Linked DNA regions of Lactuca sativa: region 1 is linked to region 2. The links are chromatin contacts, called in public Hi-C maps. All regions are on one chromosome and are shown on one strand. The core of a region is the stretch at or near the end of the contact, and the rest is flanking DNA. Distances in the headings are between cores, read along the strand shown. Region 1 holds the start of LOC111899235 (nudix hydrolase 20, chloroplastic). Region 2 holds the start of LOC111899237.

Region 1 (3,333 bases), core at 110-2,609, 130 kb before region 2:
AAGCATTCCTGGGTAAGTTTGTTTCATTTCACTTCTTTTCCCAATCCACATGTATTTTTCTCCATCTTTTTCAACATATCCACACATGTGAACTCCATAAGCCTACAAGAAGATATTACAAGATTATGTGAGATGCTTAATTAGTGATTACAATGTTTAAGATTTTGCTAATTTGAAAGATTTTAAGGAAGATATGAGATATGAGATATGACATACATTTATCCCAAAGTAAGGTGCTGCTGCACGTTCAAGTGAGAAATAAACTTGTTCTCCATAAGATGAAGTAACAGGATATAGCTGCAATCATTTAAAATTATAATCTAAGATGAAAGAAGTATGTGTTGGCAATCAAAAGCATAGATTCTGGTCATGAAAAAGTACCTCATTACGTATACCTGGAATTACTTCTTCACCTAAGCACTTGACTACATTTCCAAGGGCTTCAGTTCTATGCTCAGGTGTTTTCAGTGCAGATTGTAATGTGACATGGCCAGATTGACTACCATATGAATCACCTTTGATGTAAGTGAAAACGTCCTTGAACTTGCTTAAATGGTCAAGGAAACTGCACAAAGTTCACATACCTGATGCAAAATTAGCTTGATGATTGATGAATATCATCAATTTAAACTACTCAGAAGAACAAAGCAACAATAGATCTGATTATGCACCTTAATGCGAGAGACATTACCCGTTATGAACATAGCCAACAATTTGGTCCTCGATGACAAAGGGAATGAAATCAGAACGCATTTCCTGCAATCAGTTGATATGGATTCATGCCTATAACTATTAGTCTATTCTATATCTACATATATGCTAAAATCAAAATTTCCTTTGAGCTACGATGAACACAAGAGAAGGAATTTTTACGGAATGATAAAAAAAACACTGAGACACATTTGCGATTGATAAATATAAGAAATTATGCTAGTCGAAGAGTTTACCCGGCCTCGGTTACATGATTTTATCTTCTGAAAGAATCCACTGAGATCTGATGAAACATTCCGCTGTTGAGATATTTGAAAGACATCATCCCAAGTGAAACCGCTATCATTGCTAGTAGAACTACTAATATTTCTCGTTGAACTACTTGATGAAACAGCGGCAGCAACAGAATTTCGATTAAGGATGAAAGAGAGAGGTCTGACTGTGGATATGCTTCGAATCATAATAGGAAAATTACAGCGGTGATAACATGATGACGATGTTGAAGAAAAGTTGCTAACACTGTGAGAAGTAAGATTATCGTGGTGGGGGTGATGGCCGCCGGCGATGGTGCAGGAGGCAACGGACATATTTTTTCAACTACTCGACGGGAAAGCTGTAAACTGTAATTGCGAAAGAAAGGATTTACTTCCCCGGTTTTTGTGCATTATATTATATTTACCATAAGGTCCCTCAAATTTTGATATTTGTCAAAAGGGGCTATATCAGGTCTATTAAATTTATAGGCCTATAAAAAAAACTATTTAATATTAAAGGATAATGACTTAAAAGGGTAATATATTTTTCGATTTGTACATATTTGGATATTAAATTTTTTTTCATCCACATTTACCCCTTCAACTTGTTAAATTGTACACATTCAGTCCTTATGACCGGTTACTCCAGGTTGACCGGGAAAAATGACTTAATAGGGTAATATATTTCTCATTTTGTATATATTTAGTCATTAATATTTTTGTAAACATTTAGTCCTTACTATTTTTTTTGTTTCAAAGTAAGTCATTTTTGTTTTTGTCAGTACTTATGAATGATTCTTTTAGGTTTTTCTCACGATATCTTACATCGGACAATCATCAATGAAGTGTGTGGGGCTATTGATGTTTATGTGTAACGTCTCATTTTCACAACAAAAAAATTGTCATTTTTAAATAAGGCAAAAGTGTCTAATTATAAATCCATTATTAAGAAAAAAATGTTTATTCCAAAATACATTTATCGAAAATCAGAGTAATATAAGAAACGTGGAATCCTAAATATTGCTGATGAGTGTGTACAATCATGTCGTCGCCTTCCCACAATCAACGAAAGAACCTAAAACATAAAAAACTGGGTAAATACAAAGTTTAGTGAATTTTCCCAAACGTATTATCATGCATAACGAGCCTACACTCATCAGATTGGAATACTTTGGCCCAATCAATTATCGGTCTGGAATGCCAACATGCAACAGGTCTAATCAGTATCAGACTGGAATACCCAGGGTTTGTCGGCATGCCGCCTTAACCCAACCGCTCTTCTCGAGCCTTCATGCCTACACCTTACAGTCGGCCCGCATCAGGTATCTTGGCCTACAACATATAGCAGGACCACCTCAACCTATCACACCACCATATGACTATCCCACATACGGTGTCGTGAGAAAAATCTAAATAAATAATTTATTTTGCAACAAAAAAAATATTAAAGACTAAATATGTATAAAAATATTAAGGACTAAATTTGTACAAAATGAGAAATATATTACCCTATTAAGTCATTTTTACCGGCTAACCTGGAGTAGCCGGTCATAAGGACTAAATGTGTACAGTTTAACAAGTTGAAGGGATAAATATGGTCGAAAACAAAAATCAGTGATTAAATATGTGCAAATCAAAAAATATATCACCCTTTTAAGTCATTATCCCTAATATTAATCAGTTTTAGGGTCAAAATCATTAAATAATATTCAAATTTTAAATTTTGTTCTATTTTATATTTAAAATTTTTTTAAGATACAGTCATTAAAATGCAAATTTTATCTTAATTTTTATGAATTCTTTTATTTTTTCAATGCTTATGAAACTTATAATGTCATTTACTTCTTACCTATTGAATTAGGTTGCTTAATTTTTTTTTTCAAACGTGATTTTTAATAGTGTACATATGTAACATCTTCAGACTACAACTACTTCAACGGAGACATGTGTGTCTTTATCTTTTCTTTTAATAATGTCATTAGCTTTTCAAGTCCTTATTTTCTCTATTTTGATTAATATTAATTTATTTATCAAACTATCACCATCAAGACGACCTGGTGATGATCATTTAGGATAAATGCTTCAAAAATTGGAGTTGTCTCAAATTCGAAATCTATAAACTTCAACCATGAGACAATCTTCTGTTCCAAAAGAAATTATTTACTAAAGTATACGACCTAACTTCTTATCTGCAAAAGGATGGATCTTAATGGCTTAATTTTTCTAGCCCCAAAATTTCCTATCACATCTTTATATAATAGTGCCGTCGTCTTGATAAGCTCTTATTGTTGATGTTTTTGTTCTTTTCTAAAAGGTCAATGAGTTCACATGGAATGTTCTTAATAGTGTTTTAAGGTGGAAACAAAGT
Region 2 (3,585 bases), core at 468-2,967:
ACTTATCATGTCACGGTAACTGCTTGATGGAAACTCCATAACTGATTCCAGCTTTGGGACAGTTTTCTTCCAATCTTCAAACATTCATATCTTCTTCGTTCTAACCCATTTTCTATGATCCTTATATCCAAGAGAAGGCGGGAACATAGTTTGCAACTCTGTTAAGTCATATCTCACTGACTTAATACGAGTCTTAATCCATTAAGTCATAAAGTTGGCCCAAAAAGCATAAAATTATCAATTTACCCTTTTGACCAAAACTATATATTCTCATGCATCATTTCTCTTGAACTTATTCATTTAACCTCTTATAAGTGATTTATACTTATCTTGACCATTTTCATGAAGTTATAACTTCATAATCTCTTTTTTTTCTCATAAATGACAATTTTTCCCTTTTGGTCCATATTTGACTAAAAGTCAACTTTCTCTAAATTTTAGGTTCTTACGTCGCCTAACTGTGCATAAGAAACCATGTTTAAACACTCTGATAGGATCTGACAGAAGAAACCTTAATTAGAAACTCGATGTTACCAATCACCATCAGTTTGACCTGATGACACTCTCATATTTCACATTCTCCATTGATAATTCTTTCGTTGAGAATCTCCAACAACCCCAACTACCAAACAAATCTCTCTCCCTCTCTCTCTCTCTCTCTCTCTCTCTCTCTCTCTCTTTCCCCTTCTATCTCTCTCTTTACATAGACATCCTCCGATGACTCCTTCTTATGATTATCCAATATAGCATCTTCGACTTCAAGGTCTCTCTCTTCCTCACATGGTATACCTCCTACACAGCCTCTTCTCTGTAAAATCCGTAGGTTTGACTTACCCTAAATTGTTGTATCTGATGATTTTACTCCTCTCATTTTTGGCGAGATCCTCCTCCACATCCTCTCAAAACTTCTGAATTTCTATTATATGATCGTATGTTCTTTTGAGATTCTAACCTTATACATGTTGTTTTACTTCATTGAACTGTATTCTCCTATACCAGTAATAAAATTTAGTTTTCTTATTAGCCATGCATTTGGGTCTCTTCACATAGCTCAAGAATTGTTTTTATGTCATGACTATTGTTTATAGCTTGATGATGAAGTTACTTTTGGTTTGAAATTTTTTTCCAGTGGTTGTAAATTGGTCCACAAAGGAGATGGTCGTCGTCAGAGTCATTAAGGCAAAGAAAGGAACGAATTTGTGGAAGGGGGTGGGAGTACTATTAAATAAAAAGACAAGATTACTTGTGGTGGGATGGGTGAGTTTTGAAGGAGTTTCTAATAAAATATTAATATAAATGGTACTATTAAATAAAAAGAGATAAAAGAAAATATAAAAGATTACATGAGCTAGTGAACAACCATGCAAAAAAAAAAATGAAACTATAAGAAAAATTTATGTAACTAAAAAGTATTAGGGACAAAAATTATGAATGTGACAAACCATAGGGACCATTTATAAAATTTCTGTTTACCAATTTCAAATGTACAAAGGACTTAACGGCGTCTGAAGCCGTTGCCTTCACGAGTGACATCCACACCACTAATTTCAAAATACATCTCAATCATTCACTGCGCCCAAAATTACAATCCCCATTTTCAAAATTAGATCTTCGTAACGGCTTCTTCCTCCCCGACCCTCTATCTATCTAAACCCTACTCTCATTTCCCCCAAATTCACACCTAATTCTCTCCTCAAACCTTGAAATTCCATTTCAATGGCGTCTCTAACACCAGGAATCTTGTTAAAACTCCTCCAGACGATGAACACCACCACACGAGTTACCGGCGACCACCGCTCCCCTCTTCTCCAGGTCATCGGAATTGTTCCTGCTCTTGCAGCAGGCTCAGATGACCTCTGGCCTAACCATGGCTTCTATGTTTCTCTCTCTGACTCGGTTAACTCAACTTACGTCTCGTTATCTGATCGGGACACAGATCTCATACTCACTAATCGATTACAGTTAGGGCAGTTTGTGTATGTTGATAAGTTCGAGTTTGATTCTCCAGTACCACGAGCATCTGGAGTACGTCCGATTGCTGGTCGTCATCCGTTTGTTGGAAGTCCTGAACAGCTCATTGCTAGGATTTCGAGTTCTAAAAGAGAGTTCGTGATCCAGACTGTTTCCGATTCAGATGCCTCTGGTGATCCTATTGCTGCTTATTTGTCGAGTAAAAAGTTAGATGGACCTGTACATGACTCGAAGGAAACAAAAAATGAGGTTAGTGCTTTTTTCTATTCACAGATTTGATTTTTATACATGACAATCTAAAACTTATGTGCTTGATCGTGAATATTCATCAACTTGTCATCCATTAACATAGAGTTTATTAGAAATGTCTGAATTTTGAGATACAAACATTTTCTGCTAAACCGACTGTATCAATCTGTTCAACGAGTACTTTGATTTACCAAAGGCAACCATAAACTTCTCGTAGTTTAATTAAATTTGTAGTGAATAATAGTAGTTAAAAGAAAGAGCTTCTACTTAACAATGGGTGTTACTGTTTGTTAAACAGGTTAGGAACAGACAAGTTCTTGCACCTAAAGAGAACATGAATACTTCTAATGAGTCAACAAAGACTGCAGAAAAGCCTCCTCAGAGATTTTCTAGCCCAGCCATGAAGCAACAAAGATCAGTGTCAGCAGGAAAGAAGAACGTAATTGAAAGGGATCCTTCACCTGCCGGAAAAGCAAAAAGATCATCTTCTCCGGTACCTTCAAAGTGTGTGGTTCCTAGTTTAGCCATGGCTAAAGAAGAGAACCGAAAGTCTGCAAGAGAGCCTGCCATTATTGTTCCTTCAAGATATAGACAACCTTCACCAAATGGCCGGAGACAAGCATCTCCAAGTTCAAGAAGAATGTCAATGTCGCCAGGTAGGCGGTTATCTAGTGGAGTTAAAGTTTCTCCGGCAACTGATTCCGGCAACAAGAAAAAGATGGCAACTTTAGCTGCTGAGATTTCAAAGGTTTCAGAGGCACTTGTTGGGTCTTCCACAAAGTCAAGTAGAAAGAATTGGGATGAAACAGAAGTGAAAGAGAAGAGTGGGATTAAAAGCAAACCGGATTTGCAAGCAATTTTAAAAACCCAGGTAAAAAAAATCAGAAACCCAACTTGTTTATATTTTATAAAAATTATATAATTTCATTATGATGTTAATGAAGTTGTTGCCCTTGTTGGGTCTTTCAGGCTGCTCTTTCAAGGCGTTTAAGTGATGCACATTCACATGATCAAGAAGATTTTTCTAGTGAAGAAAAAGCAAATCCTAGCTCATGTGGCACTCCTCCTTTGTCTACTACTACTACACCTCTTGGAATCACACTTCATGAAAAGAAATGGACTGATGGTAGTGTCCCTCTGGATGCAGTGTCTTTAGACCTAGCAAAGCTTGGACAGGTAGAAAAGACATGAATGCCCTTCTATGTTAAATCCACAAATCACCAATGTTTTGTAATTAATATTTGAACCGATTTTGTAGGATGCTATGCGAAGGAGAAATGTGGCTTCAGTAGCTGCAGCTGAAGCTTTGCAAGAAGCCCTTGTTACTGAAGCTATTCTCAGGAGTTTAAGGTATATTGCTATTAT

What was found. A called contact is a pair of places that touch in the nucleus more often than the background predicts.
Region 1: a Hi-C map of leaf shows a contact between it and region 2, with 2.7 times the contacts expected there. The contact joins the promoter of LOC111899235 here to the promoter of LOC111899237 in region 2. A contact is called at or near these places in 2 of 4 Hi-C or Micro-C datasets (both in leaf).

The regions. Positions count from the first base shown.
Region 1 is chr8:144,974,979-144,978,311 of Lsat_Salinas_v11, reverse strand. LOC111899235 (nudix hydrolase 20, chloroplastic) reads right to left here and starts at 1,359. Exons shown (of 9, transcript XM_023895106.3): 1 at 948-1,359; 2 at 692-756; 3 at 382-565; 4 at 217-297; 5 at 1-102. The coding sequence starts at 1,298.
Region 2 is chr8:144,843,667-144,847,251 of Lsat_Salinas_v11, reverse strand. It overlaps LOC111899237, which reads left to right and starts at 1,717. Exons shown (of 5, transcript XM_023895108.2): 1 at 1,717-2,220; 2 at 2,519-3,091; 3 at 3,190-3,396; 4 at 3,479-3,570. The coding sequence starts at 1,717. LOC122195298 (a long non-coding RNA gene) reads right to left here and starts at 2,820. Exons shown (of 2, transcript XR_006185498.2): 1 at 2,682-2,820; 2 at 1,426-2,188.